3 separate regions of the Mus musculus genome follow, and regions 1 and 3 are each linked to region 2. A link is a contact called in public HiChIP or PLAC-seq data. All regions are on one chromosome and are shown on one strand. The core of a region is the stretch at or near the end of the contact, and the rest is flanking DNA. Distances in the headings are between cores, read along the strand shown. Region 1 has its middle 12 kb from the start of Dlk1. Region 2 has its middle 6.5 kb from the start of Gm40577. Region 3 holds the start of Ankrd9 (ankyrin repeat domain 9).

Region 1 (2,994 bases), core at 491-2,990, 980 kb before region 2:
TCATGGTCAGGACATCCCAAGCAGGTGGCCTGGCTGCCCCCACCCTTGAGAGAGGCTCTGTCACCCTGAGGCTCAATGGCTACATTCCATGGTTGTAATAAGGACAATTTGGGCAGGTAGTGGTAACATACTCCCTTGTCCTTCTGTTTCAGGCTCTCCCTGTGGCCCACCCTCCCCCAACCCTTTCGAGGGGCTATGGGCATATAGTGCCTTAGCCTCCTCTTTCAGAGATCCATGGAATGAATATGTGACAACTGTTCAATCAAAGTCCTCGAAACTGAGTACTGGGGTGCCTGACTACAAATGGGAAGTCAAGTGGCTATGGAGTCCTTGGAGTGGGAGGCAGACAGTTGTGGCACCCTTCAGATCACATGGAAAGGGTGACCACCTCCTTCAGTTTCTCGGCAACCCAATCCTGCCTGAGGAAGAGCAGTATTTAAACACCCACTGTTGCTCTCTGGGCCAATCTGTAGCTTTACTCTAGGAACCTCCCCAGTGAAAGAGAGAGTCTCATTTTCCCTAAGGAACAGCCAGGATTGTGTCTGTAGCCTTGGCAGGATAAGGACAGGGAGGTGACAGATCCTGTCTAGACCTGGCCATGATGGTAGAAGATCTGTCAATAAAGAGTTGTGCCCCCCCCACACACACTCTTCTTAGATGAGGGGAGAATAGAGGCATTGCTTCTTCTCATAGTCAGCCCAGACAGGAGGATAGGGATGGATAGACAAACAGACTGTCTGCCCAAGGTCCTTGGTGAAGGAAGCATTGGGGAAGAACAAGGGTCTTATGGGACTAGGAGATGGAAGGCATGAGCAAGCAGGTGGTATTTAGGGGCATAGGTAGAGACAGGACAGTCCCTGCAAGATCCCCAATGTGTGGCAGAGCCAAGTACATATGGAGGGGACCCTCTGGAGGGCATGCAGCGGGGTCTGGGATGAAGTTGGGCTACAGAAAAGCATAGAAGTCTCTAATACAGCTGCCAGGGGCCACGAAGTTCCTGGCTCCCTGGCCCTGCCACCCATCTGTCCCAACTCTGCAACTTCAGTGGCCACAGGAAGCACAGGCCTTCCCTGGCCTCAGAACCAGTCATGAGGTTTTTTTTCCTCAGAGTAGTGTTGTAGTTGAATCCCTTAACTGTCGGTTACTGCTCCCCACACAGACAGTTTATTAAAAACTGGGCCAAGTTAAAAATACTGGCATCGAGGAAGTACAGGCACCCCAAACTACCAGAAAGCCGCAGCTCCTCCCAGGGGAATCCCTGCCCACGGCCTGTGTGTAGCCCAGCTGGCAGGCAACCTGCCAGCTCCACGGAAGGGGACAGAACAGCCCCTCCCAGCTGCTCCAGCTCTGTTCTGCCTGAACTGAACACCAGCCTGGGACCAGGCCCGGCACCCCTGGGTGCTAAAGAGGTCTGGACTGGGGCCAGATGGAACCCCTCCCCACCTTGAAGTGAAGGCAGGGTTAAACACATTCACATACCCACCCGCCACCCATTTCTTAGCACTGAGATCCACTCCAGGGATAAGGAACAGGACTCTGTAGAGAAGTCCCTAGAAGGGGGTCCTGTCTGGCATGGGAGGGACTGAGGGGTAGCTACCAGATGAGACTCTCTGGTAGCCCCAAAAAGACCCCTTTGATGGTCACAACAAGAGAGATATACCTTTCCTGTAGAGTGAGTATTCTCCCTAGCTCTCCGCCCACACATTACACACTAAATCAACAAATGCTCTCTGGGCCCCAACGGTGTGTCCAGGATACAGATGAGAACCGGGCACCAGCTAGATCTTTCAGAGGCTCTGGATACTTCCCAGTGCGCAAAGTGGCTCACTAGCCTCCGAGGCAGAGCGTGACAAACGCCAGGTTCTGTGTAAATAAAATCAATGCGAAACCACTTTGAAAGTTAAAAGCACAATTAACGCCCAAGTGTGCCTACTACAAGGCCAGTGGCAGAGAGTATCCAACAGGCTGGGCTCCGCAGCATGGCTGTTCTCTTTGCCAGTGGCACCAGAGGACAGATGGAAGGGGCTCACGGTACATTGACTCACTGCCCGTGTCGTTCCCCCCCACCCCCAGCCCCTCCTCACCCCTGCAAATGCTGCAGACTCAATTAAAGAGCTCGTGGAAGTGTCGGTTCAAATCCTAGTCTCCCTAACTCGCCAGAAACTCTCAGAGGAGCAGGCTGCATTTGCCTCATTCAATTAATCATGTAGGTGCTGGATCATCACCTGCAGCCTCTTCAGCCCACAAACACCCTTGGGTCCCTCTTACAGTTAAGTGAAGGCCTAGGCTCCCACGCACGCACTCACTTAGACATTAAACTGTGCATAGTCTCTGCATCCTGGAGCCCTTGGCTACCTGTCTCCATCTTTTGCTTTTTTCCCTGTGGCCACAGTTGGTCCTCTCCTTTTCTGCATCTCCCTACAGTCCCAATCACACAGCGTCTATGTTTTCATTTTCTTAATCGATGTCCCTACGACATTGGGGACCTACGAGGAGTGCCTCCTTCACTCTCTCTGGGTGTCTGGAGTCCCGTTGGGTTTTTTTGGTTTGTTTGTTTGTTTGTTTGTTTGTTTGTTTTTTCATGAAAAGGATTGAAGAAGGGTGCTTAGGGACACCAGGCAAGGAGCCAGTCGTATGAGCGGCTGACACTTGGCCAAAACGGAGACTGGAACACAGTCGTTAAGGGCACTTGATGCTTTTGCAGTTCTTGGTTCAGTTCCCAGCACCCGTGTGGTGGTTCAAGATCCAACACCTTTTTTTTTTTTCCCTGTCCTCCTTGGGCACCAGGCTCTTATGTGGTGAACACATATGCACACTTAGGAATAACACAAAACCCAGGAAAGTCCCGTGGGCTTCTCTAACTTGCAAAGCCTCCACCCCTGACCCTTTGTGTCTAGACCTGGTGAACTTGGCCATCACCTGGGATGGAGGTCAGATCCTGTGAGCTGGAGCTTCCTCCACTGAAGCACATAGCTTCTCTACTAGCTTTGAGTT
Region 2 (2,858 bases), core at 24-2,523:
ATGTTCAAGACAATGCAGGTCCCACTGGTCTTGTCTTCTCCATCCCAGACAGATGCCTCAGAAAGCGGACATGATGGTGCATAGCTCTAATCCTAGCATTCGGGAGGCTGAGACAGGGCCTGGACTACACAGCGAAATCCTGTCTCCAAAAGAGAAAAGACAGAGACAGACTGTGGGCACACCAAAGGGAGCCTCCCGTAGGGTAATGCCCGGTGAGGCTTGGCCTCATAACCCAGGAGCACCTTGGATGTATGGGGAGGTGTAGACTGTACTGAGAATGTGTTATCATTAAAACCCTGGTTATGTGGAACAACAATATGAACTAACCAGTACCCCCAGAGCTCGTGTCTCTAGCTGCATATGTAGCAGAAGATGGCCTAGTCAGCCATCATTGGGAAGAGAGGCCCCTTGGTCTTGCAAACTTTATATGCCCCAGTACAGGGGAATGCCAGGGCCAAGGAGTGGGAGTGGGTGGGTAGGGGAGCAGGGCAGGGGGAGGATACAAGGAACTTTCGGGATAGCATTTGAAATGTAAATAAAGAAAATATCTAATTTTTTAAAAAGCCATGGTTATGTTATGTAAATATGTTTTGTTTGTTTGTTTGTTTGTTTGTTTGTTTGTTTGTTTTAATCCCAGGCGTGGGCTGTGGGGCTGCTTCAGGTTGTCCACAGCTGCTATGATTTGTCTCATGCTCTAGCAGGGGTGTGATTTTTGCCCCCTGTAGATAGCTTATGTTTAGAATTCTGGGGACTCTTGAAAGGAGCCCAGAGAGGGCCTGTGATGGTGGCTGCTCCCCCTGCTGCTCCTGGTTGCTGGGTAAAGAGACATGAAGAAGAAACCATATATCCTGACAGTGAAGACTGGACCTGCACCCAAGGTACCCGACACCCCTGATCAGCAGGAGGCAGTCTAAGGAGATGACACCCCCTCCCACCTCTAGCCTTCTTTTCCTCCTAGCCCGTGTTGGGAGGTTGGACAGGATTGGGATGGAGAAGGGTGGTAGATATAAGAACCCAATAAAGTATGCCTACAACAGAGTCACCACTAGAGGCATGGTCCCAGAGAACTGCCACTGGGCCAGAGCCTGGAGCAGACTTGCTCTGAACCCTTTGTCCCTGCCTGGCAAACTGCAGAGCCTTCTGCCTGGGTAAAGGTGTGGCCGCTACCCCAGCAGATTTAAAGAATAAAACACACCCTTGTGTATCCAGAAGGGCCCTGTCCCATGGGCCTAGAGGGCAAGAGCTTGGTGCCAGAAAGTCCCTGCTGTATGACAAAATATTTCCTAGAAAACACACATCTACTCACCCCAGATAGGGACCTCGTGACAGACCAAAGTATGAATATGACCAAAGTCCAACTTAGTTTTAGCCAATGAGTTTTATTGGGGTTACTTACAGGAATCTGGGTGAGGGGTCACTTACAGGAGCAGAAATGACTCAAAGATAGCTGTGTCATCAAAGTCCACCTCAGCATGGGTAACAGCTCACAAGGAGCCCACTGCACAGCCTGCAGACAGCTCAACAGGTTGGGGTGTTCTTCCCAAGTGACTCTGGTCTAAACCATTTCCCCGGAGCAGCTGGTCTGGCATAAGTCTCCTTGTAGCTTTTCTCCTCTGGGAATCTTCTGTGCTTTGTCTGAGAGGGTCTCTCAGCCTTTACCATTTACTCCAAGAGGGAGGGGCTAAGTAAATCTGCTTAGTTTCAGGGTCTTCCTGAAGTTAGAGTTGTTTATCATACAGCTTCCCTTCAGGATGGAAAAACGTACTCAGCGGCCACCCTCAGACTTCCCTGACTGGTGGAATTTGCCCTGCTGGGTTTGGGCTCACCTGGGTCCTATAAGTCCTTCCTTTCCTAGTTCTCGTTGCCCGGTGGAGTGTCTGTCCTGTACCTAACCCACCACTGTATTCTGAAACATAGCAGTGCCTGGATTTTATAGGTTCAAGAGCGGAGAGCAGCATTGAGATGGACCCTGAGTCTCACCCACATCCAATACGGCTGACTTTGAACTTCAGATGTCTGACATGATATCAGAGCTGTTAAGACACTGGGGTGATTGGCTGGCATTGGGGTGACTGGCTGGCATGATTGTGTCAGAACAGAGAATATAAATTTGGAGAGTCCAGGCGCAATGTGCTCTGGGCTGGAGAGCCATGTCCTGCAAATTTTTATGTAAAAATCCTTTAGAATCTAGACCAGACTATGACACAGGCCACAATGCCTGCAGCAGCTCCCCAGCCCCATCTCGCCAGCCTCAGATCCTAGTGGGCACCTTACTGAGACATGGGATTACTAACTAACAGTTACTAACAGTTACTAACTCCCTGTGGAGAGTGGAGGGATCCTTGAGTAAATGTTTAAGAAGTGAATAAATTAGTGGGTGGGTGTGTCTTAGTTTGGGTTTCCATTGCTGTGAACAGACACCATGACCAAGGCAACTCTTATAAGGACAACATTTAATTGGGGCTGGCTTACAGGTGCAGAGGTTCAGTCCACTATCATCATAGCAGGAAGTATGGCAGCATCCAGGCAGACATGGTGCCAGAGAAGCTGAGAGTTCTACATCTTGATTGAAAAGCAACCAGGAAAGACTGGCATTTTTGGACAGCTAGGAGGAAGCTCTCTTCCGAGATGGGAGGAGCTTAAGTTAGGACCTCAAAGCCCACCCCACAGTGACACACCTACTACAATAAGACCACATCTCCCAATAGTGCCACTCCCTGGGCTAAGGGTATTCAAACCACTACAGGGTGTGTATTCTTGACAAGGAGGAATGCCTTAGACCCATGGGACGTGGCAAAACAGTCCTCAGCTCAGATTCGGGAATGGCAAGACCTCAGTCTGGTCTACGTGTGGGTGTT
Region 3 (2,727 bases), core at 109-2,608, 550 kb after region 2:
GATCTGCTGGAGCCTTCCGTGTGCCAACCCTCTGCAGCCCTGGAACCTTCAAAAAGCGCTCCTTTCACACCTGAGCCAGGTCCTTCCAACTGCAAATAAAGAGGAACCCATGGGACATCGCAGAAGACTCAGGCTCACAGCACAAGTTGAGCCCAAATCACCCTCACACCCCCAAATCCAGCCCCAACTCTACTTCTACCCTGACCCCAAGAGACTACTCAAACTTCTTTCCAGGAGGGTCGTGGAGATTATTCACTTAGACCTACCTGGTTCCTGCAGGCGGCCCTGGGTTCTGTAGATGCAGGTATTCACTCTAACACACCAAACCTCATCAACAAGAAAGTGGTGGCCCAGGGCTGGCAGTGCGCCCGCCCGCAGCCAGAGTTGGAAAGTGGCTCTGGCTCTTTTATCCACAAACAATTTTCCTGCCCATCAGGAAGGAGCTCCTGGGAGGAGGGAAAAGGTGAAGTCAGTGGGGGGATTGGAGCATACACCACCTGCAGTCCTCTCGAGGTCCATCCACATGAGGCCGATACTGCCATCTCACTTTTCAACGGGGGACAAGCTAGTCCAAGGTCAGTCACCAAGTCAGGCTGAGCCAGGACAAGAGCCTAGGTCTCCTGCGTTCTGTTTGAGGGCCGTTCCATACACTGCAGACCCCAGTTTAAAAACCCTACCTCCACCTTGGGTCCCAAGCCTCAAACCTGAGCCCTGGCCATTCACCCTTGGTCTCCCTGCCCAAGAGCCCTACTGCCTCCAGCAAGGGTAAGCTCTAGGTTACAAGGGACCTGGGACAGCCAGAGGGCCTCGTCCACAGTGTCATGACCATTAACTGGGTTACAGAGGTGAGCACTATAGAGTGGGCTGCGGCAGACGCCCCTCTGAGGGGATTGGCATGACTGCAGCTCCTCCCGGAACCTGGGCCCCCTGCGCCCCAGATGCACTGTGTGGGCACGCGTGGGGTGCCGGGCGGGTTACGTAAAGTTCGGCCGCCCCACGTCACTGGGCAGAGTCACGGCCGCGGCTCTGTGACTGGAGCTTGGGCCGCCGGCCAGATCCTCCCTGACCCCTCCCGGGGCGCGCCCGAGTGTCTGCGGGCCGGTGGCCAGGATCAGGGGCTGCACCTGCGCACCGGGGCGCTCGGGGCAGGCGACTCACCAAGCCGCGCGACCCTGTCCCTGCGGCGGGCCGGAGCGCGCGCCGTCCATGCACGGGCGAGCAGACAGAGATCCCACGACGCCGGGAGCGGAGGCAGCGCCCGCTGCACTCTGAGCCGCCGCGACACCGTCTCCCGATGCCGGTGCTGGTGCCGCCGAGGGGAGGGCGGCGGGCGGCGCAGTGCGGCCGGGGCCGGGCAGGACCGCGGGACGGGCCGCCGCCGCCATTGGCTCACGCCGCCGGCCCCCGCCGCTACCCATTGGTCGTCGCGCTGCACCATTGTTGCGTCACGGGCCAGGGGGCGGGACTCTCAGAGGGACCCGCGGAAAACTTCGGAGAAACTTGAGGGCCCCGAGGTGGCGGGGTGGGGAGGGGTGGTGAGAGATGCCGGGCACCGGGCAGAGCTTGGAGGGCGGGACGTGATGGAGGCGGGGCGAGTCCCGGCAGGCTCCTGGAGCTGGATCTGTGCGGTCCTAGACTGCACACAAGAATAGGCTCCCTGGCTTGCGCTTGCGGCTGCTGCAAGAGTCCTGCTCTGGGCTTCCCTTGCTCTGACCCTCACTGACCTTGGGGAAACATCCAGCTGTTACCCCATCTGCGTGTGGGAAGGCCTAGAATAGGACTGAGCCCTTAAACTATTGAACCTTGCTCTGCCCTGCCAACGCCCTGGCATGGCTAGCCTCGGCTCCAATCTCAAAAGAAAGGCATGGATGCATGCGTGTATAAGAGCTGTTTATAGTGCCTATTGTGTCGTCTTCTGGGCTAAACGCTTTCTTTCACTTTGACTTTACCACTAACACAGGAGAAAAGGGGGGGGGGCAGAATTATGATGCCTGCTATGAGGTAGATAGTTATTTAAGTCCAGTGTGAGTTGGCACATATCTTTAATCCCCGCACTCAGAAGGCAGAGGCAGGTGGATCTCTGAACTGAAGGCCAACCTGGTCTAGAAAGCAAGTTCCAAGACAGCCAGGACTACAGAGAAACCCTATCTCAAAACACACACACACAGAGAGATAGAGAGAGAGAGTCGGTTGTCCAAAGAAAGGTACACTTTGGGGCTGTTTTTCACTCAGGCAGAACTGGGAGCATGTTCTAGCCTTCCCATGGCTGACCCTAGAGCCTGAGGGAGCCCCTGACTTCATCAGGGGTGTGGGAGTGCCAAGTCCATTCCAAATGCACAGATGAAAGCTGCCACGCCTGGACCTTGGGACTCTCACCCCACCTTACCAGAGGCAAGGATCCCCCTGATGAAATAGTTCCAAACTCCATTCACAGGCACGGCCAGTTTCTTTTCCACAATGCCCTTAGAGGCTCAGTTAGGGCCAAGGGTTCCTGCAGCCTCCATCCAAGCCCTTCCTCCTGCCTCTGTCCAGCAGACAGCTAGCACCTTCAAAGCAACCTCCCCTCCCCTACCTCAGAGCAAATGTGTATACAGCCTTCAACCCTCTTGGCTCCTCTGTGCCAGCAGGGGCTAAGGGACTTTAAGCTGGAGTCTCTCTCACCTGGCTCCTTTGAGTAGACTTAAGCAGGCATACGTGTACACACACGCACATACACACGTGCACACA

What was found. HiChIP or PLAC-seq counts read pairs in DNA pulled down with a chosen protein or histone mark.
Region 1: a FOXA1 HiChIP or PLAC-seq map of pancreatic cancer cells shows a contact between it and region 2. The contact joins two enhancer-like sites. A contact is called at or near these places in 1 of 39 promoter capture datasets (cranial neural crest) and 3 of 115 datasets of contacts at active chromatin or transcription factors (embryonic stem cells, pancreatic cancer cells and stem cell-derived neural progenitor cells).
Region 3: an HNF4G HiChIP or PLAC-seq map of pancreatic cancer cells shows a contact between it and region 2. The contact joins the promoter of Ankrd9 here to the enhancer-like site in region 2. A contact is called at or near these places in 2 of 39 promoter capture datasets (embryonic stem cells and pre-B cells), 1 of 15 datasets of contacts at CTCF or cohesin (embryonic stem cells), 8 of 484 Hi-C or Micro-C datasets (CD4 T cells, the G1E-ER4 cell line, cerebral cortex and 3 more) and 4 of 115 datasets of contacts at active chromatin or transcription factors (embryonic limb bud, embryonic stem cells, microglia and 1 more).

Annotation. Positions count from the first base shown.
Region 1 is chr12:109,440,316-109,443,309 of GRCm38.p6, forward strand. No RefSeq gene overlaps it. Among named protein-coding and RNA genes, the nearest start is that of Dlk1, 12 kb to the right of the region's middle. Within about 2 kb of position 1,741, at least 73 of the 459 cell types and tissues checked have an H3K27ac peak or open chromatin away from gene starts, as enhancers often do. A contact at or near this core is called in pancreatic cancer cells, where this site is marked.
Region 2 is chr12:110,423,133-110,425,990 of GRCm38.p6, forward strand. No RefSeq gene overlaps it. Among named protein-coding and RNA genes, the nearest start is that of Gm40577, 6.5 kb to the left of the region's middle. Within about 2 kb of position 1,274, at least 15 of the 459 cell types and tissues checked have an H3K27ac peak or open chromatin away from gene starts, as enhancers often do. A contact at or near this core is called in pancreatic cancer cells, where this site is marked.
Region 3 is chr12:110,977,682-110,980,408 of GRCm38.p6, forward strand. It overlaps Ankrd9 (ankyrin repeat domain 9), which reads right to left and starts at 1,359. Exons shown (of 3, transcript NM_175207.5): 1 at 1,159-1,359; 2 at 267-446.